Regions from separate parts of the Macaca mulatta genome. Here region 1 is linked to region 2. The links are chromatin contacts, called in public Hi-C maps. All regions are on one chromosome and are shown on one strand. The core of a region is the stretch at or near the end of the contact, and the rest is flanking DNA. Distances in the headings are between cores, read along the strand shown.

What was found. A called contact is a pair of places that touch in the nucleus more often than the background predicts.
Region 1: a Hi-C map of fibroblasts shows a contact between it and region 2, with 2.0 times the contacts expected there. The contact joins two enhancer-like sites. A contact is called at or near these places in 2 of 14 Hi-C or Micro-C datasets (fibroblasts and liver).

What each region holds. Positions count from the first base shown.
Region 1 is chr4:122,135,155-122,141,486 of T2T-MMU8v2.0, forward strand. No RefSeq gene overlaps it. Among named protein-coding and RNA genes, the nearest start is that of LGSN, 21 kb to the right of the region's middle. Within about 2 kb of position 3,082, at least 3 of the 40 cell types and tissues checked have an H3K27ac peak or open chromatin away from gene starts, as enhancers often do.
Region 2 is chr4:121,665,353-121,671,344 of T2T-MMU8v2.0, forward strand. EYS (EGF-like photoreceptor maintenance factor) reads left to right here. Exons shown (of 40, transcript XM_078001264.1): 34 at 3,279-3,461. Among named protein-coding and RNA genes, the nearest start is that of PHF3, 190 kb to the right of the region's middle. Within about 2 kb of position 3,114, at least 1 of the 40 cell types and tissues checked has an H3K27ac peak or open chromatin away from gene starts, as enhancers often do.

The DNA of each region.
Region 1 (6,332 bases), core at 1,832-4,331, 470 kb after region 2:
CGCTCTGTGGCCCAGACTGGAGTGCAGTGGCACCATCTCTGCTTACTGCAAGCTCCACCTCCTGGGTTCAAGCAATTCTCCTGCCTCAGTCTCCTGAGTAGCTGAGATTACAGGCGTGTGCCACCATGCCCAGCTAATTTTTGTATTTTTAGTAGAGAGATGGTTTCACCATGTTGGCCAGGCTGGTCTGGAACTTCTGACCTCAGGTGATACACCCGCCTTGGCCTCCCAAAGTGTTGGTATTACAGGCGTGAGCCACTACCCCGGCCTGAACTGTTTACTTTATAGTTAGTTTTGTGATGTGCCTGTGGCACTATTTTCAGTATGCTGTTTATTAAAACCGGAAATAAAGTAAAAAAATTTAAATCTTCACAACCAGGTTAATTTGAATGCACTGAGATAGTTTATGTTTTGCAGACAAATAACTATGACTAGATCCAGTAATAATTATAATTAAAATCTGTAAAATATTTTCCAGTTTGTGAAGTCCTTTGTATATTTTAATAAATTTGGTCCTACTAACAACCCTGTGAAATAATTAATATAGTAGTTGCTTTCATATTATAACCAAAGAAAGAATGAAATAAATCAAGGTAATAATTGAATAGTGCACAGCTAGAATAACTCTATAAATCCAGTTCTCTTAACTAAAAGGCTTACTCACTTTTACTGTTCCTCATAAGTTAATTATTAGGTTGGTGCCAAAGTATTTACGGTTTTTGCTAATTACTTTGCACTAACCTTAATAATTTACATGATAGGTACTGAACTCTTTTTCAACTTTTCCTTGTTGAATGAATAGTTTTAAAATGCTTTCAAATAATCAAGCATTCACTTCTAAATCTTTGCATAGGTCTCTAATAACTAAAATGGAACTGTATTCGTATTCTATGAAGCTGGCCTGGATAAGCCAGCTTATCCCTAAATGCCACCAGAATGCGTTAAGAAGTGGATTGTTCCCGGTCTCCGTGCAAGAACTCAACCTACCCAACACCTTGATTTCAGTCTTATGGTAACTTGAGCACAGAACTCAATCACGCCATTAGGACATCTCATCTACAGAAGCTGTGCTATCGGAAATTTGTGTTATTTTAAGCCCTTTTTATTGTAAGACTCTGGTTCCTGTTTCCTTGCTGGCTCTTGGCCAAGGGCACTTTCAGCTTCCAGAGGCCATCTGCATTATTTGCCGTGTGGTCCTCTCCATCTTCAAAGGCAGTGGTGGAAAAACTCTCCCTTGTCGAATTGCAGTCATAGTTTGAATCTCTCCAACTTCCCTGTTGCTGACCTCTAAACACGGATTAAAGGGTTCATGATTAGGTCAGACTCTCTTAGAATGTTTCTCAACCTTAACTGATTTGAGGCCATAACCGCATCACAAATCTTTTCACAGCAACACCTAGATTAATGTTTGATTGAATACCTAGGAGAAGGTATGTTTACACTAAGGTTGGAAATTTAGGGGGTCTTTTTAGAATTCTGCCAACCATGCTTCTCATCAGCTACAAGCATTTCCTAATTTAGCCCCCAGTCTCCAATCTCTGCCTAATACTCCCACAATTTACATTACAGAGTGGCTTCTTAATGAATCATTCCAAAGCACAGTTCTGATGAAGTTTGTTATCTTACTTAAGTCAATAACAACAAAACAACCAAAAGTTTGAGGGCATCCTATGGCATGTAAACAGGTCTTTGAAAATCAAGGTCTAAAGGACCCTGTTTCTGTTCCTTTCTTCACGCATCATTAAATTGAGTATTCACCTTGTTTTTCAGTGCATAGCAAGCTCAGTGCTTTGACTTCTGCCCTCTTTTCCTTATCTTCAACTTTACAGGAACAAGTCTCAGTTGTTTCAAGCTGCATTCCAATGCTAACTCTTCCAAAGAACTTTGCATTACCCTGTTCCCCTTTGAAAGCCTTTACTACCTTGTTTTAAAAATCTGTCCTTCTGACCAGATGTGGTGGCTCATGCCTGTAATCTCAGTGCTTTGGGAAGGCGAGGCAGGAGGATTGCTTCAGGCCAAGATTTCAAGACCAGCCTGGGCAACACAGAGAGACCCCACTTCTATTTTAAGAAAGCAAAAATAAAAATAAAAATAAAAAATAAAAAAAAGTAAAAGTCTGCATTTCTAGTGCAGTTAGTATCCTACTTTGGGTTAAGATACTAAATAAATGCTCCATTACTCCTACCAAATGCAGATTCCTATAGGCCAGATCTGCAATAAGATGTCTCTCTTCAACATCTAGTAGTGCCTTGTAGAGATGGTATGTTCCAAAATATCTGTTGAGCCATTAACTAAAACATCAAAATAGAAACCAGAATGCCATGCACACTAAGAGCTCATAGACCTGCATTGTGAATACTTAATTACATTTCCACATATATATATATATATATATATATATATATATATATAGAGAGAGAGAGAGAGAGAGAGAGAGAGAGAGAGAGAGAGAGAGAGAGAGAGTCTGACTCTGTCGCCCAGGCTGGAGTGCAGTAGTGTGATCTCGGCTCACTGCAAGCTCTGCCTCCTGAGTTCAAGCCATTCTCCTGCCTCAGCCTCCCCAGTAGCTGGGATTACAGGCATGCACTACAGCTTCCAGCTAATTTTTGTATTTTTAGTAGAGACGGGGTTTTGGCCATGTTGACCAGTCTGGTCTCAAACTCCTGTCCTCAGGTGATCTGCCCATCTCTGCCTCCCAATCCATACTTTTATATTAGTCTGATAGTCTGTTCTTTGTTTTGTGGCTGCTAGTTTTCAAGGTCATTGTTTCCTGAGCTGCTGTATTTACGTTAGACTATATTCTTCAGCTCTTGGCTAGTATTGAATGACTAGCTTATTTATGCTTTCTTTTGTTATAAATCAGTAGTTTTATTTGTTTTTTGTTACCTGGAGAAAGAAGTTTCTGCTCCAATTTTAAGAAAATTTTCAAGAGCTAGAAGCAGACTTGATCTTATATGTTATTTTCTTATTCACACAATTAACTTTTTTCTAATATTAGGAATATTTCCCTACAAGTCATTCCTGACTAAGGGACTCTGCTCTATGAGTCATATATGACTCAGCAAGCATTTCGGATTTTTAAATAAGTTACCGCTTATTTAAGCAGGCTACAGAAACATTAGTCATTGTGAGATTCAGCTTACACGTTTTCACTTAGTGACTAATTGAGAATAAGAATGGAACAGATATTTACGTGGTAGTTTTCCAAATTTTCAAAAGACTTTGGCATCAATTATCTTATTTCATTAAATGTGTCACTGTAAGATAAAGCAGTACGTTATCTTAGAGACCTCTCTAGCCTTTTAAACATACTCAAAAAAGCCATCTTGGAAAAAAATGAATGAATGAAAGAATGAATGAGTGAATGAACTGATGGAATAATGATGGATTAGAAAAGACACTGAAGCAGGAAAGACATAGACCTTGGAATTATATGTCTGAACAGTAAATTAGACCTTATAACTTATCTGAAGAGCACAAAGAAGACCTAAATAAATAGTAAACCATATCATTATGATAACCCTCCAAATTGTAAAAGTTTCAATTTCCCCCAAATATTTAGTTAATGCAAATTCAAAGTACTTTGGAGTTTTTTTCAAAAACGACTGGTTTTGAAATTAATCAGTACGGAAAAGTACCTAAAACTAAGAAAGTTTTGAAAAGAAATAATGAAGTAAGACTTGCCCCATGAACTGTTTTTCCCTTTCCTACTCACTACTCATTCTCATTTCCTCACTTCTGACACCAGAGTGTAGCATTTATTTTTGCCCACATATTGATGCTCCAGCAAACATCAACTGAGTGTCTCTGGTGGCACAGAGCTTCCAATCCCTTGAAATTTCCTAGATGATAGGAGTGCCTCTTGTTCTAATGAGGCAACTTTTGGTGGGCATCTGAATGGAGACTGGTAACCAGAAAGACTAAGCTATGATTTGAAGACTGGAACTTTCAGACTTCGCCAGAACATGCTACCCCTCTCAGCTTTTCCATGTGTTCAACAGTCCATAGCTCTGCAAATTCATTGTTCAGGGATTTTTATGAAGGCTTTTTTGAGAAAGCATGACAGATCCTTAACTCAATCTCTACCTTCTCTCCTCTTCCAAAAGGATGGTGGGGTGAGCTCGAAAGTTCCAGGCCGATAATTCAATTCAGTTCTGGTAATACCTACCTAGAGTTAGAGTCACATCGCATGGGTTAAGGGCTCATTCTCACAGGTTTGCCCCACTTCAGAGGCCAACTGCAATCTGGGAACTTCTGACCGGCTGGCTATGAATTGGGATTCACATGACTCCCTCCTTAGGTTAAATCATTTAATCGTTTACTAGAGTGGCTCAAAGAACTCAGGAAAGCACTTTACTTTTGTTTTCCAGTTTATTATAAAGGATATTATAAAAGATATAGATGAACAGTCAGATGCATAAGGCGAGATATGGGGAAGGGGTACAGAACTTCCACGTCCTCTCTGGGGCTCAGCATCTCCATGTGTTCTGCAGTCCAGTTGCTCTCCAAACCCATTGTTCGGGGATTTTTGTGGAAGCTTTTTCAAGAAGATATGATCAATTATTAACTCAATCTCCAGCTCTTCTCCTCTTCCAGGAGGATGGTGGGGTGGGCTCAAAAGTTCGGGGCTTCAAATCATGGCTTAGTCTTTCTGGTTACCAACCTTCATGCAGATGCCCACGAAGAGTTGCCTCATTAAAACAAGAGACACTCCTATCACCCAGGAAATTTCAAGGGATTGGGAGCTCTGTGCCAAAGACTTTATTAGAACAAAATATTCACCTAGCACCCCTATTGCTCAGGAAATTAGAAGAGTTTTGGGAGTTATTTGCCAGGAACTGGGGACAGAGACCAAATAGATATTTCCTATGTCACAATATCACAAAAGTATACTTAAAATTTGTGGTAAATAAAACAGTGCAGAATTAGTGTAAGATTCAACAAATGCATCAACAGAATGGAATATGGAATCCAGAAACAGACCATTTAGTTTTGGAAATTTAGTTTATAAAAAGGATGGTCTTTCAATAAGCGGGGTTAAATTTTTAAGTAAAAGATATTGGACCAAAGAGTGTTCGTTGGCTCATTCTTTGCTGCTTCTGTAGTTATGGAGCCCATGATTTCTAGATGGACAAATGGCTGCCCACAGTAGACAATACTTCCCAATCTTTCTTGGAGTAGGGTGGCCATGTGATTAATTCTAGACCAGTGGGATGTAAGCAGAAGGTTGTAATCTTAAAGTGAGGGGCATGACCACCTAGACAGGGATTTCCTGCTGCCTGAAGTGAGAACATGATATCAGCTACCTACAACTATCTTGGCTCATGTGGAAAATGCAATGGTTGTGATTGGTGGAGTAACAAGATATATAAAAAAGGTATCTCTGGCACTTTTAATAATCACCTAAGACAGGCCTCATAATGAAGATACCATATCTTTGGAATACACTACAAAACTTGAATTGCCTGTCTTTAAATTTTATTTTTGGAGGAAAATAAAATTCTAGTTAGTTTAAGCTACTATTATTTTAGATTTTCTGTTATTCTCAAATGAACTCAATCTTAGCTGACACAGATGTGAGGTTATTGAATATGCATTTAAAATGTAAAATTTACAGAAAAGTAAAAGAGAAGAAATAGAAAAGAAACCACCTTATTAAAATCTGTTAAACAGGAAACAAAGAATTCCCCAACCCAAAACATATATTTCTGAGTCTGGGTTTCATCCTTCTATTGCTCATGTTATAATTTTTGAAAGGAATATCTATTTTTGTGGGCTAATGGTGTCAATTCCAAAAGTGTATTTGTAAATCTCTTATTTAGGTCATAGAATGTATTTTCCTTTAGAAATTAAGTGATTAAGGATGATTGGGTTTCCTGTGAACCAATGCTACAGAGGACAACGGTAGATTTTAATGAACACATAATACTATAAACCAAAATACTGATAGTGGTATGCATTTCTAACACAATCACATTATCACATTGTAAGTCTATAGTATTATGTGTGCTTATAGTATCTTGACTATAAAGGCTATTTATTCCTTAGCCAAATATTATTCTATGATTTTTTTTTTTTCTGTACTACAACTTTTCATTTTCCTTTGGGCTAATAACGGTTGTTTTTTTTTTTTTTCTATTTGCTTGTCTTTCTATATACTAATAATCAATTTGGCTGTAAACTCTCAGCCAGTTGTCTAAATCTCCTCTTCATACATTCAGACCCACCAGGCATTCTTACAATGTCCATCATTCTGAAGAATCTCTCCCAGGCCTGCAGAACTGCTTTCATCTGGAATGGTTTCCCTGTGGGCCCTGTGTACAGCCATCATC
Region 2 (5,992 bases), core at 1,864-4,363:
CTTTTGACTGTACCTGAAATAATCCCAGAGCATTATTAGTGGTCCTGCTTTCTTCTACACACTAAACAATTTATTTTAGTTTAAATTCCAGCATCTCCTTTTTTCCCTCATGTTCCCAATTCATTCATGTAACTTTAGAAGAACTGACAAAAAATGCATGACTTTACACATGGTATCTGTGAGGCAACTAGGGATTACAAACATTTTTTAAAATGCATTTAATAGCCCAAAAATATTCCCATTACAATCTGTTCAATTTTCTGACTAGATGATGACTGATCCTCCCAGAAGGCTAATCTTGGAATTTGTGCAGTAGAGTAACCAAATTAACCAAATGTTACCCGGTGGAAGATGGAAAAGGGCTTAAAATATTGAAAAGAATCATTTGTAAGGTTGAAAGTCTTCTCCTAATCGGAGTCCCTCGCGTTCTCCTGCCTAATCCAGAGTGATAGAGACAGTGTGAGTGAAGACATAGAAGCCTCTTAGTGATGGATTATATTATCTTTGACCCCTTCTCCTGATTCCTATTGCTCCCCATAGAGGCCCTATCTTTTTATAGGTTCAAAGTTATCAAAAGAAAAAGCCCCTTGAAGTAAGTCACAACGAATGGTTTAGAGGAAGAACTTACCTATCAAAATATGCTTGGATCTCTCTGCGTTACCATTCAATAGAAATAGAATGTGAGCTGCCTATGTAATTTTTTTTCTAGTAGCGACATTTTCAAAGTAAAAAGAAACAGGTGAATTTATTTTAGTAATACATTTATTTAACCCAATGTTTAATGGATATGGGAATGTTATTAATAATATATTTTAATTGTTTCATACTAAACCCTTCCCACACAGGCCTAGCCACAATTCAAATGCTCAACAGCTGCAGGTACCACTAGACTAAGAAATGCTGAGCATGTGACAGATCCATTCCTATGGGTCATGGTTATTATCAGTCTTCGTTATTATTCTCAAACTTCAAAAGTACTTATTTTTGATAGTATAAAATTATATCATGAAACTAACTGATTGCACTGATAACATATTTCTATTAACTGTTTAAATATCACACCATTGCTTTCTTTAATGAATTACCCATAAATTGCCTTACATTTACACTTCTGCGTAAGCTTAATTGTTAGATTTCTTGATATCAAAGTTCTCATTTTCATCCTTGACCAAAGTATGGTCCTCTGACTCTCTGTCTAATCTTTGATTCACACTTCATCAACAGAGTAATATTTCTAAAAAACAACTTTTATCATTGCCCAACTACTTTAGGATAATAAAGAAAATATAAAGTTCTTCATGATTTGACCACTATCTTGTTTCATTTCCTTCCACTCTTTTTATTCTTCATTCTAAAATTTGCAGACTTCATAAGTTCCCTGAGTATGACATGTTGTTTTGGTCTTCAGACCCTAGAACATGCTATTTCTTCTGCCTGAAAGTTCTTATACCAGGCCTCAATTTTCAATCCAGTTCAGCTGAATAAATTTATTGACCTCACACTAATTCCTTGAGGGACTAGTGCTTTTTTATCTTTGTGTCACCAGCATCTAGCACAGGGTCTGACAGTAAAATACTATATATATGAGATATGTATTTGTCAATCTAGCCTAAATGTAATGAAACCTTTAGGTAGACTCAGTTGTAAATTATTGACAGGAAGAAATATTAAAAGCAAAAGATAGTCATTCCTTTTCTATTTTAGTGTTAAATTTAACCGAATTCTATTTTCATAGTTTTTAATGCCAACATTGAATGATGGTCAGTATTTTTATTCTGTTTCAATTCCAGTACATTTCATTTCCCTCAGTCACCCTCCCCATAGTACTACTGAAAGTGATACACCTGATGGGAAGAGTGTTATTATCTCAGGGACACAATTTATAAAGTTTTCATTAGATTAAAAAATAAGTATAAGAAGCAAAATGTCTCAAAAGTCCCTACTTCACATTCGGGTGAGTTTTGAGAAAATTATACTTAACCTATGCCACACATCCCAGGGAATAAACTGATAGGATTTTAATAAAATATCAAAACAAAGTATTCACCTTATTCACACAAATAGTTTAATAGTCATATAATAAACATAAGATTTTAATAAAATATCAAAACAAAGCATTCAGCTTATTCACACAAACATCTTAGTTTAATAGTCATATGAAACAAAGATATATAAACATTTGACAATAAGAATCGTTTTTCCCAGGACAGCACAATTATTTGCTACACAATTATAAACAGACATAAGAAGCTCTTTTAAGCGTTAGATACCAGAGTGAGGATATTTCTTAAGGCTTGTAAAAATTCTAGTTTTACAGCTTCCCTGGAGTTCCAACATCTCTTGAGAAGGAAACAACATAAGCTCTCATGTTCTCAACCGAGCTGTCCCCAACCAATAAAAATAGATCCTAGGAACATCCCTAAATCTGGTGACATCATCCATAAAAGACAGGAATGGGGTGTCAAAAATCCCCCTTTCTATTTTCTGTTGTCCTCTTGGGGTAAGGAAATGTAAAAAGTCAGTGGGGACTTATGAAGGACACAGTATAATGAAAGAGAAGAGTTTGATACAAGAAGCACCTCTCAATTAAATTCCATTTTTTTCACACTGGCCCTTGAACTTCTATTTTACCATTTCCTGTTTTTAATAAATCTCCCTATACTTTCACACCCATTGAATTCCATGCTTTTATTACTTAACAAGCATCCCAGCAAAGAAAGAATGAACATTTCTTTTAAACAAGTATTTTTACTTAAAGCAAAGTTCTGGTCACTCACCAATGGTGATGGAAAACTGACCAATTTCCTTCCTGTTTCTTGACTTTCCTAGCCCTGACCTGGGCTCATATAAAGGTGCAGGATTAGAAAAGAACAGTTTGTTCAAAGTTGTGAGCTCCTCTCTAAGTCATATCCAGGTTTTGGATGCCAAATCATGTTTACGAGGCACCTGAGCAAATACTTTGGCTGCCAGTAATCTTTTCTATTTCTAAAATTAAGCTTCAAAATATAGGGGTTTGCTTTTTAAGTAAATTATCCATTATGTAGAAAGAGTATGCTAGTGAAGGTTGTATATAAGATCTCAAAACATTGCACTTGCTTTATTCTTGTTTTGAAATTTCCTATTGAGTCACTTTGTTGCTCAATGCTGAAGGGCACTAAAGTATAATTAATGTAATAGTAAACAGACTATTTGGCCAGATAAATCAGCAAAACGTAACCCTCACTTTACAAATACATGTACAGGTTTATTTTAACTGTTTGGTTTGGGTTTTTCCACAGCTATTAATATCACTCAGCCGAGGTTCAGTGGCACGGATGCCTTTGGATACACCTCATTCCTGGCTTATTCACGGATCTCAGACATCAGCTTCCATTATGAATTCCACCTGAAGTTTCAGCTGGCAAACAATCACTCAGCACTGCAAAATAACTTGATATTTTTTACTGGACAGAAAGGCCATGGTAAGATTAATTGAACCCTCTAGGACTTGCCTTGCTCCCTTAAGAATACTTTAGAGATTCCTCAGGGAGATTCTAATTCGCTGTGGTTAAAAAAAAAAAAAAAAAAAAAAAAAAAAAAAAGGCATTTGCCTAGATGCAGCCTCCTCCTGTTTTCTGCCTTGAGCATGTTCCCTGTAGTCCCAAGTATTTAGCAGTTCCCTGACCCTTTCTGATGCTCTACTTTACATCAGCTACTGTATTAGTCAGTTTTCATGCTGCTATAAGAACTGCCAGAGACTGGGTAATTTACAAAGGAACGAGGTTTAATTGACTCACTGTTCAGCATGACTGGGGAGGCCTCAGGAAACTTATAATCGTGGTAGAAGGTGAAGAGGAAGCAGAGCACCTTCTTCACGAGGCAGCAGGAAGAAGTGCCTAGCAAAGGGGAGAATAGCTCCTTATAAAACCATCAGATCTCCTGAGAACGAACTCACTATCAGGAGAACGCATGAGGAAAACCACCCCCATAATTCAATTACCTCCACCTGGTCTCTCCCTTGACACCTGGGGATTATGGGGATTACAATTCAAGATGAGGTTTGCATGGGAACACAAAACCTAACCATATCAGCTACCTTTTATAATCAAAAGAAAAAATTCCTACAGGCAAACATGAGGACAGGGAAGGTGACCAAGTCACATGGAAAGTAAGTTTATTGATTTGTCCTTTCCTCTGTTTCTTTCTGTTTCCATATGTGAAGAGAGAAGGGAAATTCTCATTTTTCTGTGTGTTATAAAATGGAAACAGTTGTTGCCCTCAGAGAAAACCATTCTAAATTAAAGGAGCAAGAAGTAAGAAAGTACTCAGCCTGTAACAAAGTACTCCAGTGCCCTGGAATTGGTGGGAAATCAACTTATAACTTAAATTTGTCTCTCTTAAGTAGAAACTAGTTATGCATGTGTTAAGTCAAGGAAAATTACCTATGTTTTACTTTTAAGTCTGCAATCAATAGTTAAGCAATTAATCACCTAACTTATCTGAGTTCAGTGTTTTCATCTGTGAGATCAACATATTGTAACAGAAAAAGACCTCTCTCTCAGTTGTCAGTGCTTCTACTGTGCTAGGGTAAATAACATATTCTGTGTTTTTCAACTCAATCAGTGACTGTCTCTTAACACCAAACACTCTTTTCTGTATTAGCACATGTCTGAAAAGAGCCTACACCCCAAATGAAATGTGGTATTTCAGCCTCCCACCATGTCTGCTAGGATGGGTACTCTATCATATAAAGTGCAATTCATTCTACCTCCAAAATTTGTTTGAATCTCTTCCCCATCTCTATGCCGAAACCTTATGACCTCCTCCTGACTGGTCTCCCTACTGATTTCCTGCCTTCAATTAATTCTCCACATTGCAATAAGAGTTAGCCTCTTAAAAGGTTTATTAGATCATGTCTGAACCTTGTTTAAAACCCATCTGTGGCTTTTTACTGCACTTACAATGCAATCCAAACCTTCTTATCATATTCTCAAAGGGCCTTCAGGATCAGATCCCAGCCTGTATCTCCGAAGACAACCAGACCACTCTCACTATCTCTGTGCTCTTCTCCTAAGCTCTTTTTCCAGTGCCTTAACCACCAAGTGCTTTCCTGTCTCAGAGGTTTTGTGCATGCTTTTTCCTTGGCCTTGACAGGAAATAGCTATCACAGTGGTCAAGGGAGCAGCCTCTAGAGACTGGTGATGTAGACATGAATCAGTCTTCACCATGTGCAAATTATGTGTCAAGTTACTTAACGTATTTGTGCCTCTGTTTTCTAACCTATCAAATGAGTATAGTAAAAGTACATTTCCTTACAGCGTTGTGAGGAATAATGAACTTAATACATGGAAGTTCTTAAAATATCGTTGGACTCAGCCGGGCGTGGTGGCTCATGCCTGTAATCCCAGCACTTCGGGAGGCCAAGGCGGGTGGATCACCTGAAGTCAGGAGTTTGAGAACAGCCTGACCAACATGGAGAAGAGCCCAACTCTACTAAAAATACAAAATTAGCGGGGCATAGTGGTGCATGCCTGTAATCCTAGCTACTTGGGAGGCTGAGGCACGAGAATCGCTTGAACCCAGGAGGCGGAGGTTCCAGTGAGCCAAGATCGCACCATTGCACTCCAGCCTGGGCAACAAGAGCGAAACTCCATCTCAAAAAAAAAAAAAATATGTATCATTGTACTCAATAAACACGGTAGTGTGTCTTTTCTCAAAAGGGCATTCTGTAGCCACCTTCACCAAAGTAAATCTTATCCCATCCCGTCCAAGTTATTCTCTACCTCAGCTTCTTATTTACTTCCTTCATTGCCATTACTTTAATCTAGAATTTTTATTTATTTTTAAAATAGTTGTTTCTTGTCTGTTTTCACTATCAGAATGGGAGCTTTATACAGAAAGAGAGTAAGTCGCCCTGTTCGACTTTTTACACCCATGCTTAACCCAGTGCCTGACCATAATCACTATTTAATGAATGAAGAAAACAACCCCAATAAGAACAAATAATTGCATG